2 separate regions of the Ovis aries genome follow, and region 1 is linked to region 2. A link is a contact called in public Hi-C data. All regions are on one chromosome and are shown on one strand. Each heading gives the region's core, a stretch centred on a gene start, on an enhancer-like site or on the middle of the called end of the contact. The rest is flanking DNA. Distances are from core to core; before and after follow the strand shown. Region 1 overlaps PTPA (protein phosphatase 2 phosphatase activator). Region 2 overlaps LOC132659375 (a long non-coding RNA gene).

Region 1 (4,032 bases), core at 1,216-3,715, 160 kb after region 2:
TCAGGTGTGAGAGGGGGCTGGCCCACAACTCAGAGCTGGACCAAGAGCAGAACAGTGGCGGGGGGCGGGGGGAGAGGGCGCCCAGAACCGAGAGCGCCAGCCAGTCCCCACTCACCTCAGCCTTATACATGCGGATGAGACCCTGGTTCACTTTGGACCAGGAGGGGACCGCGCTGATGTTCCACAGCTGGTTGGAGTGCTCTGCAAAGGGGCCTGTCTTCATCTGGAAAAGAAGAGTTCACAAGCTGGAGAGGTGGGCCCTGGAGCCTACCCCCTGCTCCCCTGCAGCAAGGCTGCTCCAGCACACACATGTGTACACCCACGCAACATGGAAGCACAAACACACACATGCACACAAACACACATGGCCATGTATACAGACACACGCGCACACACTCTCACGAAGACCAGGTGGCAGCATGCACCTATGGGGTGGCAGTCGTGCAGGCAGGCGCACGAGTGCATGTGCCCATGCGCACGCATACACACACGTGCCAGAGACAGGGTCCCTCTAGGCCTGCCACAGGCAGAGCTGGAAGAGCCTAGGGAAGGGTTGGTTTGGGAGAGGGCCTGGACCAAGCCCAAGCACCCGACTGCCTTCTTCATGGGAGGCGGAGGTAGGAAGGAAAAGAGGGGAAAAACACGGTCACCTGCAGCAGATGCGGGAGGAAGGTCTTTAGAAGGCCAGTCTCACCTGGCAGCCGAATGGAGAAGGGACGGCAACCCCAGCAGCAAGGGACAGGCAGGAGCAAGGACCGTACGGTCCCAGTCCCTCCTCTTGGAAGAAATCCTGCAGCAGGCCCAATGGAGCCCCCATGATCTCAGAAACCAGCGCTGAGATGAGGAAGCGCATGCGTCTGAGTGCACCCCTCAGACAGCACAAGGCCAGCACGTCCATATTTATTAACAGGTAGTTCACGATCCCCTCCACACTGCCCCCTCCCCGGCTGATGCTGGGGTACGGGGCTCAGCACCCTGAGCGCAGGCTTCAAAAGAAAGAGTCTGAAAAGCAGAGGCTGAGCTGGCGAGAAAGCTGACTTGGACCTCGAGTAGGTGGAAGGTTCCAGAAGAGGCTGTGTGTGGAGGCAGGGCTGGTAGAGAGCTGTTCCAGGGGGAAGGGACGGGGTCCCTCAGCCCCCTCTCCGTACTGGGGCATGAGTGCGGGCCCCATGAGCACAAAGCCCTCACCCATGGCTGTGGACTCACTCTCTCACTCCCCCAGGGAGGGCAACTCTTACAAAACTGCAAGATCAAAGCTGAAAACGCTGCCATTTTACCCCTGTCATCTCCCTCCCCTGGCCCAAGTCCCCCCAAAAAACCTGTCTCAACCCCCCGGTTCAGTAGCATGGACAATGGGCTCCTTCCCTGAGCAGTGAGGCCACGGCCCAAGGTCCCCACTGGGCTTCTCCTGGGCTGGTCCCTTCACCCAGACTTCCCCCTCCTCTCTCTAAGATTCCTTCCTGCAGGAAGGCAGCCAGGAGCCCCCAGCCTGCAGGTGCTGGCCCTCGCCCTCAGCCCTCAGAGCTTGTTCCGGAGCCCCACTCCATCAGACTCCACCCCCATCCTCCCCTCGCCCCGCCCCTTCCCCAGGCGCCCTGCCCCACAGGAGGAGTGCCAGGCTCCAGCCCTCTCTTGCATACTTCCAGGCCCTGAGAAGCTCAGGGATCACTGGAGCTATAGAACCAGTCTCACTCTGGACTGAGCCCTGTGAGAAACCACCCAGGAGGCACCCTGCTGGCCTGTCACAGCTGCAGCTCCACGAGTCTGCTCAGCAACGGCTCTTAGGCCAAGGCTAGCAAGGGGGCGTCGGCCAGCCTTCCCCACTAGGGGCACAGGATGGCAAGCCGAAAGGCCTCTCTGGCACCCTGGCAGAGCCAGGGGGAGGCCTGAGCCCCGAGGCCCCAGAGGCCCTGGCCCCCTCCCTGGAAAGGCCAAAGATGCTTTCTCTAGAGGGGCTGGCCCACCCCCACCCTTCAGTCCTTTGGAAGGAGCCTCTGTAACTCTGGAAAGGAAAACAGATGAGGAGAAAAAGGAAAGGGGTCGAGAAGACAAAAAAAAAAAAAAAATTAGCTCATTCTAGCCACAAAGGGAGAAGAGAAAGCTAGAAGGAGCAAGCGAGCTGCAGTCCCGCAGTGACCCCAGGGGAATTGTGAGTCAGAGCAGCCATATTGAGCAGGAAATTACTCACAGACGCTGCGTTCCTGCCTCTTCACTCCCAAGAGAATCGGCCTTTTGTAAATGGTTCCTCTGTCAGTAACTGAGGGGGGATGGGGTGGGGGGGAGGCTCTGCACAGCGCTTTCCTGTCAGCTCCTTCCCTTCCAGCTGAAATCTGATCCCTCCCTTCCCAAAACTCCAAATTTAGAAGCCAGATTGAAACTGAAATTCTTTTCCTGCCTGCCCTGGGCTCTTAAAGGCGCCAGGGCTGCATTTCCTGAGGTGGAGAAGCCTGCCCCACGACGGCCTTGTGCGGGAGGCCCAGGGCCACCAGGGCAGGTCCCAGGCTGGCCCAGTCTCCTTTCCGACTCGTCTGTTCAGTCTCCCAGCTGCGCCAGCCCTAGCGAATCCCTGGTTTTGCAGCGGCAACACTGCCCCCGCCCCCGGCCACAGCACGCAGGCCACGGCACACAGAGCTCCTTGCAACCGTCAGTCAGGGCCTCCCTCACCACCACCGAGGGGCTGCGAAAGCCCTGTCTGGGTGCTGAGCCCAGACTCTGGAGAACTAGCTCAATGTGTGCCTTCAACAGGAACCGCACCAGCCGGCTCAGGGCTGGCCAAATAGGTGAGTCCCTGCCAGCACTCTGAGCTCTGCGGCATGCCCCTACTAGCGTCCAGCGCCGCCCACCACGCCCAAGCACCAGATCCAGGGGGAGAACCAGGCCTTGAACAGAGCGTGCGGAACAACCTAGAACTCGAGGGCGTGCAGCCTCCTCCCGGTTCACGCCTCTACCTCAACTGTTATCAAAACCTCCACTAAGTTCAGTGTCTCTTTAGCACCACCTAGCGGAGATGGAGAAGCTCTATACAGTCAACAAAAACAAGACCAGGAGCTGACTGTGGCTCAGATCATGAACTCCTTATTACCAAATCCAGACTCAAATTGAAGAAAGTAGGGAAAACCACTAGATCATTCAGGTATGACCTAAATCAGATCCCTTATGAATATACAGTGGAAGTGAGAAACAGATTTAAGGGACTAAATCTGATAGAGTGCCTGATGAACTATGGATGGAGGTTCGTGTCGTTGTACATGAGACAGGGATGAAGACCATCCCCATGGAAAAGAAATGCAAAAAAGCAAAATGGCTGCCTGAGGAGGCCTTACAAATAGCTTTGAAAAGAAGAGAAGCAAAAAGCAAAGGAGAAAAGTAAAGATATAAGCATCTGAATGCAGAGTTCCAAAGAATAGCAAGAAGAGATAAGAAAGCCTTCCTCAACAATCAATGCAAAGAAATAGAGGAAAACAACAGAATGGGAAAGACTAGAGATCTCTTCAAGAAAATTAGAGATACCAAGGGAACATTTCATGCAAAGATGGGCTCGATAAAGGACAGAAATGGTATGGACCTAACGTAAGCAGAAGACATTAAGAAGAGGTGGCAGGAATACACAGAAGAACTGTACAAAAAAGATCGTCACAACCAAGATAATCACGATGGTGTGATCACTCACCTAGAGCCAGACATCCTGGAATGTGAAGTCAAGTGGGCCTTAGAAAGCATCACTATGAACAAAGCTAGTGGAGGTGATGGAATTCCAGTTGAGCTCTTTCAAATCCTGAAAGATGATGCTGTGAAAGTGCTGCACTCAATATGCCAGCAAATTTGGAAAACTCAGCAGTGGCCACAGGACTGGAAAAGGTCAGTTTTCATTCCAATCCCAAAGAAAGGCAATGCCAAAGAATGCTCAAACTACCGCACAATTGCACTCATCTCACATGCTAGTAAAGTAATGCTCAAAATTCTCCAAGCCAGGCTTCAGCAATACGTGAACCGTGAACTTCCTGATGTTCAAGCTCGTTTTAGAAAAGGCAG
Region 2 (4,401 bases), core at 882-3,381:
AGACAACAGCCCAAGCAGTGGGAAGCCATGAGAAGGAACATGATCCCAGACTACAGACATGGTGAAATGAGAGAAGCCAGGTGGAGGGGCCTGGGGGCAAGGGATGAGGCCGAGACTGGTGGTCAATCCGGGTCCTGGAAAAGATGCCTTGAGTTCAGGTGGGCGCCAGGCAGAAGGCCCATCATGCACCCTCAGCAGCCTCGAGGGTCCAGGCTGAAGGCAGTGGCAGAGATTTCTGCTTTAAAGGCAACCTAGGATGAATTCCTTTACAACAAAGAGCAGCTCCCCTGAATGCAGATAATAAAAATATTGTATTACTCAGGATGGGCTAATGGATATAACAAACCATCCCCAAATAAAAGTTTATTTCTTATTCACATCACTATCTACTCTGGGCTGGTAGAGAGGAAGTGGGGGCCCTGCTCCAGGCAGTAACTCAGGGGCCCAGGCTCCCTCATCCTGTGGTTCATCATCTTCTAGGGCCTTTTCCTTCTCTGCAGTAATCTTGTAGAAGGGTAAAGAGAGTGTGGAGGAAGGCATAGAAGGAATTTATGGAGCAGGCCAAAAGGGGTGGTGGGGCAGATCACTTCAGCTCACATGCCATTGGCCAGAACCCAGTCATGTGGCCACACCTAACCACAAAGGAGGCTGGGAAATGTAGTCCTGCTGGGTGCCCAAAAGGAAGAGAATGATCTAGGATTTGGTGAAAACAGCAATCTCTACCACAAATGTGGTTCTCCTTAGGTGCATCAGTGATGCTTACAAGGCATCTGATGTAGGGCCAGGCCACTGGCTTGTGCACTGAAGGTGGTTATTTGTCTCATAAAAGCAGAAGCTGCTTGCCTGAGGGTTAGGACTGGCATCGGGAGCCTGTGCCTAGTTCTCCTGAAATGGTGTGTTAAAGTGTGTGTGAGTGAGAGAGAGAGAAAGGAAGGGAGGGAAGAAGGGAGGCAGAGATGGATGGAGGGATATTTTTTGGTCTAAGGGGAGCATCCAGAGGTTTTACCAGATTCTCAAAAATATGAGCATAGTGGCTAAAAGCAATGGCTTAGTAGGGACTTTCCTGGTGGTCCAATGGCCAAGACTCTGTGCTCCATGGGGACCCAGGTTCGATCCCTGTTCAGGAAACTAGATCCCACAAGCCTCAACTAGAAGATTCCACATGCCGTGATGAAGATGGAAGATTCAGAGTGGCACAACACAGACCTGGTGCAGCCAAATAAATAAAAGTAAATATTTTTTAAAAAATAAAAATAAAGCAACAGCTTAGCTGTGCAACGCTGAGGTTTTGGGGGCTTAGCAAGGTCTTGGTGCTGAGTACATCAATCCTTATGTACGCAGATGTACATATGGCCCCTTATGTACTAATGGTTCTACATAAGGAGGAGGTAAAACCAACGATTTCACAGCTACCGTCTTCCCTCCCTCCCTAAACACACCCCCAGAGACCCCAGGGTCGAGCAGAGAAGTCCTCAGCTGATCCATGACAGCAGACACGTCCCTGCTGGTCAGCTGCAGTGGCCACGGCAGCCGTGGGGTCATCGATGTCAGCACAGGAGGCCAGCTGAGAGGTGCAGGTGGAGAAACTAAGGCCAGAAAGGGGCCACCTTGCCCAGGGTCACACAGAGAGTCAGGGCAGAGCCAGGACTGACATTCAGAGGCAGTCAGGTTTCTGTGGTTGTAAGCAACAGAAATTGGGCTCTGTTTGCCTTGAGCAGTAAAAGGTTTCATCCCCAGACCGAGGGCAAGTTCAGAGTGGAAGTAAACACAGGAGAGGCAGACAGGCCCCAGCAAGGATGCAACCAAGGGGGCATGTTGGAGAGGAGCGACACCCGCCCCTCGGGCTGGCCATCAGGACAAGGAGTGAGAGTCCCGTCCTCAGGGAAGGGGGACTGCTGACCCAGCCGGGGCTATAGGCCCATCCCTTGGCACGGAGGGAGGGGCATCTGGACTGGCAGCCCACTCCCCAGGCTGCACACATGGGGGGAATTCCCTGTGATGCAAATGGGGGACTTTTGCCAGAAAGAGGGGGCCAGGGGTGTTGGGCGGCCAAAACAGCAGATGTCCACTCTGGCCTCTGGCTCCAGGGTTGTGCAATCGAAACAAAACAACCACAGGGTTGGCTTCCTGCAACCCAGAGCTGCAGGCTAACCAGAGAATCCCGCCCAGAGCCAGGCCTGAAGGCCCGAAAAACAGAGGCGCTCAGCAGACTGGTGTTCTGGACTCCTGACAGCTCCTCTAAATGACCGGCAGCTCTCTGAGGGTGGCTCCACACCAAACTGGGCTCCTAGATGGCTTGCCCAGGCTGGTTAAGGGAGATTTCACAAGCAAGGGACACACAGCTGGAGGAAGAGCTGGGCTGAGCGCTGGGGGTCCAGGCGAATTCATGGCAGGAGGGAGCCCTGCTGATCTCACCCTGCCTCTGATGGGGGCTGTCTGAAGAGTTGATGCTTGAGCAGGAAGGAGCTGGAAACCACTGACAGAGGAAGAGTGAAGGGATGCTTGGTGCCTGCCTGGTAAAGCTGCCATTCCCAACTATTCCATCAAACACTAATCTTAGTGTCACTCCGAAGGTGCCCCGTGGAGGTGATTCCAGTCCATACTCGGCTGACTTAAAGTGAGACAGATTGTGCTAGACACTCTAGGTGAGCCTGGTTGCATCCCTTGGAAGACCTTCAGAGCAGAGCTGAGGCTTCCCTGATGGGGCAGAAATTCCGCCCACAGACAGCACCATCAGCCCTGGCCCCTCGGTCCAGCCTGCTCTTCAGATTCCAGGCTTGTCTAGCCAGCTCCACAGTTGCATAACCGATTCCTTGCGGTAAATCTCTTCACGTAGATCTGCTGGTTCTGTTTCTCTGGTTGGAGCCTGAGTGAGGCAGATGGGGAAGGGAGGTTGCAGGGGTGCGCTTGCTAGGAGGCTCCCAGTTCTCTGGGAAAGAGCGCCCACATCCTTACAGACGAGTGCTAACTGGGTTGGGCCCCTTCACGCGGCCGGGGAGCAAGGACAGGGGTGCCTGGAGGGGCTCACAGCCCCGGGGCATCAGTGTTCAGAAAGGTGGCTCAGAGCCCTGGGGCTGGGGCCTGATACCTGCCGCCGCCGTTTGCGCCCTGCCCCACCTGCCACCCCCTGTGTAGCAGACACATCACTGAGCTGTGTTTTCCTGGACTTTCAGAAACATGGGGGCACGGATAGACTCTTGGACAAACCAGGAGACTGAGGCTTGGACTCGTTCACCCATCTGGGGAGTTCAGATGGCCTTGCACCCTCCCCTCTCTCAATGCAGCCCCTCCCAGCCCACTCCATGGGTGCCACGGGCATGGACAGAGGCTGAGATGCCCAGGGGATGGGCAGCACCCTCGCAGTGATGCCAGGGTGTCTGAGCTGTTCTGGCATTGTATTGGGGCTTCCAGATCCCCACGGGCAGAAACCAGCCCTGGCTGGCTGATGGTGCTCAGGGAAGGGCAGGGCCCTGGTGGGGAAGAGGCTGCCAAACCAGGGGTCACTGGAAACCTCAGGCCCCCTAAAGGTGTTCCCCAGCCTGTTAGTAGGAGGCCACATACAGAGGCTTGCAAAGCCCCTAGCCTGCCTTCTAGGGGCCTCAGCCATCAGCAGAGTGGGCTGATAGGGGTAGCTCTCTGCTTAGCACCCTTCTTCCCCTGCAACAAGCAGACTGGAGGCACAGCAGAGGATGAAGGAAAGGGGCGACTCCCTGACACAGGCTGCAGGCCTGCACCAACAAGCAGCTGGGCCGCAGGCGTCCCCAGCGCACGTGCGGGCGGGGCTTCCACTTATTTATCCAAAAACTTGAATGTAGAGCCCACCCTGCCAGGCTCAGCTCCAAGCACTGTTGGTTGTTCCCTCCTTTCATCCTGACCACCACCCTGAGAGGTGGAGGGGCTGGTGGCAGCTTCATCATCCCCATTTTATAGAGGGGGAGACTGGGGCGTCTCTTACCCAAGCCTCCACAGCCGGCAAGTGGCAGGCAAGCTCTGCTGCCCCGAGGTTCAGCTCTGTCTCTTTGATCCCAGGGTCTGGCCCATCTCTCTTTCTTCGCAGGCCTCCAAGGGACCTCCCAGAGGAGGCCCCCTTGGGGCATCACCTAGCCACCGCCCCCCCCCCACCCCATGTCAAGAAGATTCTGTCTTCTATTGTTGCGCGCACCACAGCCCTGGTCCTTTTCTCAATTTCTGCTTCTCTCTCATCATGCTGTTTGTTTGGTCTTTGGGTCTCTCACCCCCCATTATCACAGCAATAAACACTCACGATGGAAAGTTTGGAAAACAGAGACCTCACACTGTGATGTAATTGATCTGTTCCCACACCCACCGGTTCCCCCCCAGACTTGTGGCTTCTGGAGGGGTGAGCTGGGGCCCAGCCCAGAGCAGGGGCGGGGAGGGTCC

Evidence for each region. A called contact is a pair of places that touch in the nucleus more often than the background predicts.
Region 1: a Hi-C map of tail adipose tissue shows a contact between it and region 2, with 2.9 times the contacts expected there. The contact joins two enhancer-like sites. A contact is called at or near these places in 2 of 16 Hi-C or Micro-C datasets (omental adipose tissue and tail adipose tissue).

Annotation. Positions count from the first base shown.
Region 1 is chr3:7,320,101-7,324,132 of ARS-UI_Ramb_v3.0, forward strand. PTPA (protein phosphatase 2 phosphatase activator) reads right to left here. Exons shown (of 10, transcript XM_027966316.3): 9 at 116-223. Among named protein-coding and RNA genes, the nearest start is that of PTPA, 27 kb to the right of the region's middle. Within about 2 kb of position 2,466, at least 52 of the 54 cell types and tissues checked have an H3K27ac peak or open chromatin away from gene starts, as enhancers often do. A contact at or near this core is called in tail adipose tissue, where this site is marked.
Region 2 is chr3:7,160,315-7,164,715 of ARS-UI_Ramb_v3.0, forward strand. The region is part of intron 1 of LOC132659375 (a long non-coding RNA gene); the gene reads right to left. Among named protein-coding and RNA genes, the nearest start is that of TRNAG-UCC, 8.3 kb to the left of the region's middle. Within about 2 kb of position 2,132, at least 13 of the 54 cell types and tissues checked have an H3K27ac peak or open chromatin away from gene starts, as enhancers often do. A contact at or near this core is called in tail adipose tissue, where this site is marked.